Linked DNA regions of Macaca mulatta: region 1 is linked to region 2. Evidence: chromatin contacts called from public Hi-C data. All regions are on one chromosome and are shown on one strand. Each heading gives the region's core, a stretch centred on a gene start, on an enhancer-like site or on the middle of the called end of the contact. The rest is flanking DNA. Distances are from core to core; before and after follow the strand shown. Region 1 holds the start of BLOC1S4 (biogenesis of lysosomal organelles complex 1 subunit 4). Region 2 holds the start of GRPEL1 (GrpE like 1, mitochondrial).

Region 1 (3,263 bases), core at 22-2,521, 350 kb after region 2:
TGGTTTACAATCCACGCTACAGGATGTTTAATCTTAAATAATGTACCATTTACCCTAAGAGTAGGGTGCAGAAAACTGAATGACTACTAGGATTGAATAATAACAAGGCTTTAATGGCTCAATTTTCTTATGATTATACAAACATACAAATCTTGAAAAGGTAACGCCGTGTAGTAAAATCCATAAAAATAACAGTTTTGCCACAGTGCAGAGCAAGTTCATTCAGTTTGATTCCCCATGCCCTCGCCAAGCAGCTTTCTGATTAGAGCTGGAAGACACAGGCTGGGCGCGGAGGCGACCCTGTAGTCCCAGCTACTGGGGAGGCTGAGGTGGAAGGATCACTTGAGTCCAGGAGTTTCCGGCCAGTGTGGGCAACATAGCAAGACCCCGTCTCTTTTTTTAAAATTGGGAGGCATAAAGTCTATACATTCTACACTGAATCATGAATACACTACGGAGTGTGTGCAGAAAGTAAACCCTGAAATCCCACACTCCAACATCATGTATGTCCATGAGCAGGATTTGCAATTCACTTCATACTGGAGGTAAGCACCTCAGCTGGGGTCCTCTTGCCGCAGTGGTCAGGCCGTCAGAGCTGAGGCCTTTCACTACAAGGGAAGTAGTCTTCGGTCCGAAACAGGACGGGGGCTTCGTAGCCGGCTTGCTGTGGCCTCGAGGGAGCAGACTTGCTAAAGAGCGAGGGCACGTTCATCGTGTGCAGGAGCTTCTTGAACGCCCTGGGGAAGGTGCCCAGCTCGGCCTCGGCCTTGGTGACCTGCTCCTCCATCCTGGCTACGCGGCCGCCCACCATCCTCACGAAGGCCTCCAGCCGGTCGATCCTGCTGTAGATGTGTCGCATCTCGGCGGCCTTCGCGTGGATGCGCGGCACGCCCTCGCTGACGACTTGGGAAGAGTCGCCGCGAAGCATGTCCAGCATGCCCACGAACTCGTCCACTCTGGTGAGCAGGTCCTCCAGGCTCGCGTCCAGGGCCTCGACCTCGGGCCGCGCCCCGGCCCCAGGCAGCAGGCAGGCGGCGTAGCCCGCAGCGGCGCGGCGAAGCAGCGGCAGGTCGCGGCCCGGCGCACCGTCCTCCGCGCCCTCATCCTCCCACGGCCCCGAGGCGCTGCTGTGGCTCTGGGACACAGTGCCACTGTCCCCGCTCCAGGCGGCGCCCTGAGGCTCGGCCTCTTCCGCCAGCCCCTCGGGCGGCGCTCCGCTATCTGAGGAGCTACCCTCCATAGCGACCACCTTGCTATGCAGCGCCCGCTTCCGACCTCCGCGCGCTCACGCTCACGCACACGCACGCACGCGCGCTCACGCCTTTGCTTCCGGCGGCCTGAGAGCGCGTCTGTGCACGCGCACCCACCTTTGTTTCCGGCCTCCCAGCGCGTTCACGCTCACGCATGCGCGCTGCGGTTTTCTCACGCCCGCGCTCACATTCAACCTTTTTTTTTTTTTTTTTTTTTTTTTTTTTAGCGAAGGTGTAGCAGGAATACAACACAGTGCATATATTTTAAATGTGCACATTGATGACTTTGTACACATCCATACAACCATGCATATTCTATCCAGACCAACTGTTAGGACATGTCCAACACCCATGAAAGTCTCCCTTCTTTCATTTCCTTTTTCTGTTTATAGTAAAATAAATGAGATAAACAAGACGAAACACAAAAGGGACGCACCTTGACTACTTTGGATGATTTTTAAAGTCCTCAGCTTCGTCTGATTGCAAATGGTGTAAAACTAAGAAATAGTAATACTTTCCAAGCAAATATCAAATCCAGGGTACTGCCAGAAGAAAACAAAGATGAAGTTGAGATTTGACGGTAAAATCCTTTAAAATCTCATAAAAAGCAAAGATTGTGCCTCAGGATACCATTCACTTAGACTAACAGCTCCTTAAAGAGATTAATGGTGTGGCTCAATCAAACAAAATTGATGGACTTTGGTTTGAGTCCATCAATCAAACCACAGGGCCTCCAGAAGGCTTAAGGCTTGTTCCTCAGTATTAGCAGAACCCCAAAATAGATAGAGATGGACTTATCTCAAAGGGATTTGTAGGTTGCACTTTTGTCTAACGGAGTGAACCCTGATGAGATTCACAGGAGACCTATTAAGTTTTTTAAAGATAATTATATTGACACAAACATTGCAGATTGGACTGGAAGGGAAAGGCCTTTGGAGCCCCTCTCCCCAAACTTCTACAAGCAGGAATCAGACTGAGAAAAAGACTCATTAGCAAACACATGGTACATTTCATGAAAAAGGAAGTATAACCAGGAGCCCAGATGGTAGAACTGGGAGTCATGGAGTCCTAGACCTTGAGACTGGATGGCAGAGTTACCATGGACTGGTAACTTGTTTGTACTTCCAATTTCCCCCTTTTTGAACAGGAGTGGTAGTGGCTATCTAGTGGTAGTGGTAGCGGAACAGGTCTGTAGTGATTATCCTGTGCTGGCCCCACAATTGTGTATTCGAGGCATGGGGGCGGAGAACTTGTCTCCTTAGCTTCAAAAGTCTACAGATCAAGAAGAATTGTACTCTAAGAGCTGAATTTAAGGAACTACGCTCAGAAAGCCTCATCTACATCTGATCTAATTTAGAAGACAAAATTCTGGACTTAAAGCTGATGTGACAATAGGATAGTAATACTTAAAACTACATTATATTTTTAAAAATGTATCTTTTGGGGACGTTGGATGGAGGGGAGTGTGGTTAGCATGTTAAAATGGCATGAAGAATTGGTAGTCAGAGGACAAACTGTGATTGCTAGCCAGCCTTCAAGATGACTCCCAGTGGTTTCTTCCTCCTGGTATTCTCACTCTTGTGTATTCCCTCTTGTTGAGTATGTACTGGACTTAGTGACTTCACTTGCTCATAATAAACTGAAGAAGACAGAAGCGATGTTGTATGATTTGGACATTAGTTCATAAAAGGTAGTGTGGCATCTCCTTCCCTCCAACCTGAGAAAGGAAAATAAATCTTACAATCACTAAGCTAAAAGAAAAGTCAAGTTGGAAACTGCTCAGGGCAAACCTGCCTCACATTCTATTCACGGCCACTCCTCTGCTCACTGAGATAAATGCATATCTGATTGCCTCCTTTGGAGAGGCGAATCAGAAACTCAAAATGACCGGGCACGGTGGCTTACGCCTGTAACCCCAACACTTTGTGAGGCTGAGGTGGGTGGATCATTTGAGATCAGGAGTTCGAGACCAGCCTGGCCAACATGGTGAAACCCTGTCTCTAAAAAAAATAC
Region 2 (3,453 bases), core at 740-3,239:
GCCTGGGCAACAGAATGAGACTCTGTCTCAAAAAATATATATATAAAATAAAATAAATTGTATTGCAGAAAACTACAAACACATGCAAAAGAAAATCGTCATAACTCCTGTGGCATTCATCACCCAGCTTCAACCATTACTAACAATTGCCACTTGTGTTTCACCTGTCCTTGAATTTTTTTTCACGGAGAATTTACAAAGTGAATACCAGACATAGGGGCAATTTACTGTAAATACTTCCGTTTGCATCTCTAAAGGTTAGGACATTTTACCCACCAGCCGTTACTGCTCCCTACCAAAAGTATCGATAACTCCCAGTTTCCATCTAATACCCGGTTTATATTCCAATTTCCCCCACCTATCTCTCAAATGCCTCGTTTAAGCTGGTTTGTTGTGTCATGATCCAAATAAGTTCCACGCATTCAATTCAATGGCATCTTTTAAGCTCGTTTATTCTCTAATAGTTCAGTTCCACTTTCTTTTTTTTCCTCCAGGCTCCAATTAATTATATTATCATCATAATTATACTATTATCTTAATTACTGGTATTAATTGACAAGGTCATTTGTCCTGTACAACATCCCACATTTGGGGTTTATTTTTTTGCGTCTTTCTGCAAGGGGCATATTACCTGGCAAACAGTAGGTGTTAATCAGCATGGGTTGAATGGTTTCAATGGGAGAAAAGCAAAAGAATAAAAGTTTGGTCCTTTACTCAAATGGTCCTACTTTCACTAATGTAACAAGCAGGCAACACACCACTTGAGAAGCCACCAACTCGCGCCCTGGGATCCTGGGGAGGGCATGGGCTCTAAGTCTGGGATCCTGGGGAGAGCATGGGCTCCCCCGCGGGATCCCGGGAAGGGCACAGGATCGAGCCCTGGGATCCCGGGGAGGGCAGGGACTCTTAAGTCTGGGATCCTGGGGAGGGCACGGGCTCCAGTCCTCAGATCTTGGCAGTCAGAACTGCACTCCAGGCCACGCTGTGCTGAAGCGGGAGCCAGGCCCTATCTCCCACGGGAATCCCGCTTGGGGGCCGGCACCGGGACCATGAGAACACGCCGCCCCTGCTCTTCCAGCACCTCTGCTCTTGGGGGTATGCGCTACAGCAGCACGGACCTCGGTCAGGTTATGAAGACGTGTGCATTTATGAGCTTTAGTTGTGCCCCAATGTTTTCTATACGCTGTTCTTAGTCTGTTTTTCGTGTTTTGAGAAAACTGAAGATAACAGAAAGGTACAAAACACACGCCCATATGCCCATCATCCAGCATCAAAACCGCCAACATTTTGTCCCATTTGCTTCCTGGGTTTTGTTTCCCGTTTCACCAGAACTCACTGGTTGAGACGGAGACCCCAGCGCCTTCTCCTCTCCGCCTCGGGCGCCCGGAGAAGCAGGGTCGGGGTGGGGGCGCCTTCCCAAGCGGTTGCCTCCGCGGTTATTTCTCAAGCACCTGCGCCGCCGTTTGGGTGGCGCTCGCGCCGAGGCTTCAGTTTCATTTAGCAAACATGGAGTGCTCCGCGCCGATCTGGAGCCAGGGTGTGAGGGTGAACAGTGCTCCCCACGCTCGTTCCCAGAGCAAAGGGAGGCCCGGAGTGTCAGCGCACTGGCGGGTGCAGGCCGGGAAACGGGAAACTGGCACTGGGCTCCTACCCAAACCCCGGCTCCGAAGCCCCTGCCGGCTCGCAACGCGCACGCCCCAACCCGGGCTCTGGGCCCACCCCCTCACGCTGCCTCCTCATTGGCTCCTCCCGGCATCGCCACGCCTACTGGAGGCTCCTCCCAATGCTCACTTCACCTTTCACCTCTTCGCGGCCGCCGGTAAGCCTCAGGCCCCGCCCACCGAGGGGGTGGAAATGCTCTTCCGTGACCCACAATTATTGGTGACTATTGCCTGTCCATAACAGGAAAAGCGGTTACGGATTGGCTGAGGCGAAGTAGTAGGGCGGAAAAGTGGGTATAGCTGCCTGCACGCACGCTTGGTGCGTGCGCGGCGACGGCGGCGGCAGGCAGTGGCAATCATGGCGGCTCAGTGCGTGAGGCTGGCGCGGCGCAGTCTTCCGGCTTTGGCGTTGTCTCTCAGGTAAGGGGCACTTGGCCTCCCTCAGCTGAGGTGGGAGCGCGACCTCCCGCTCCGATGGGGACCTTTCCTGGCCCCGGGGCCTCCTCCCCGGCCCCGGAGCTGGGCATCCCCAGGCTCGCGGTTCCCCGCTGCGGGACGCGGATCGCCCCGCTGGGGCCTGCTCTGCGGCCAGGCTCTCCGTTCGGGGCTTTGGAGAGGCCGAGCATGGCCACCTGGGCGGGAAGGGTGGAGTGGGCGGGCGCCGTGTCAGGAGAGTACCGCAGCACTGGGGCGTCTGGCTCGGAAGGTACGGTGGTCCACGTGCGCGTGTGGTCCAGGGCCAGCGGCGACGCCTCGCGCGCGTTCACGACCTCGGCGCTCACGGGCGCAGAGGCAGCCGCAACTTGTGTGGTTGAAAAAGCGACCAAAGAAGCCCGAGACTTGTCCAAGGTCACGCAGCGAGGCCGAGCCCGGCCGGGTGTGCCCTAGGCAGGAGCTGTTACTCATTTCCGTGCGGCGGCTCGAGGCCGGGGCCACAGCGGTGATCGGGAAACTTCGTGTCGCAAGGTGCGTGTTGCCCGTTCACGGGCTTTTTCCACTCGGCCTCGAATTCCTTCACTCCACCTTCTCCAGCGTCTGAGATCAAAAGAGCAGTCGAGCCTGTGCCGCTGCTGGACGAAGAGTTTGTTGAGACAAGCGCACATTTCGGGCCTGAGGGCCACGAGAGTCAGTGCCCTTTTTTTTTTCAAACCTGCTGCTTCTGCTTTTTAAAAGTTCTACCTCAGAAGTTAGTATGGCAAGTACTTGCTGGAGGAGCTGCCTAGAACCAAGTTATTGATTAGAGAAGCCACTGAGGGCCAAATTGGCCAAAAGCTGGGCAGCGAGAAGCGGTTTTTCCCTGAAAGAGAGCAGGTAGGTGAGGTGAAGATCACTTTCAGTCGAGGTGATTAAGGGGTAAGTGCGAGCTTAATAAATTATATCTTAAAAACATAGGAGCCAAGAGCAGCGACCCACGTGGAATACTTGAGTAAAAAGAATTTGGTAAAGTAATTGGTGGTTTTGTATTGGAATTAATTGCCAGGAAAGCGACCACCGAGTCATCATCATTTCTGTCTCTAGAATGGTAGTTCTGTGGAAAGATGCTCAACTAGGGAAAGGGAGGAGAGCTGACTGGTAGTCATAGCTCTCAGAGTAGTTACTGGGCTTTCTGAGACTCAGTTTCCCTCTGCAGAACGAGATGGCCCTGGGTGTGGGTCCTGTTGCATTCCTGGCCACACTTTGTGTTGGCTGTGCTTTGGAAAGGGGTCAGTGCAGAGCTGACCTGCAGAAAGGCTGGTGGCTGTCACACCCCCAGGCAGAACAGCTGGAGAGGGAGGTGGGCTTCACAACAGTA

The links. Hi-C and Micro-C count contacts between places; a contact is called where the count stands out from the background.
Region 1: a Hi-C map of cortical neurons shows a contact between it and region 2, with 3 times the contacts expected there. The contact joins the promoter of BLOC1S4 here to the promoter of GRPEL1 in region 2. A contact is called at or near these places in 8 of 14 Hi-C or Micro-C datasets (CD4 T cells, blood, cortical neurons and 4 more).

The regions. Positions count from the first base shown.
Region 1 is chr5:6,321,273-6,324,535 of T2T-MMU8v2.0, forward strand. It overlaps BLOC1S4 (biogenesis of lysosomal organelles complex 1 subunit 4), which reads right to left and starts at 1,272. Exons shown (of 1, transcript XM_001091640.5): 1 at 93-1,272. The coding sequence starts at 1,240. The coding sequence ends at 590.
Region 2 is chr5:5,967,180-5,970,632 of T2T-MMU8v2.0, forward strand. It overlaps GRPEL1 (GrpE like 1, mitochondrial), which reads left to right and starts at 1,990. Exons shown (of 4, transcript NM_001261551.1): 1 at 1,990-2,081. The coding sequence starts at 2,020.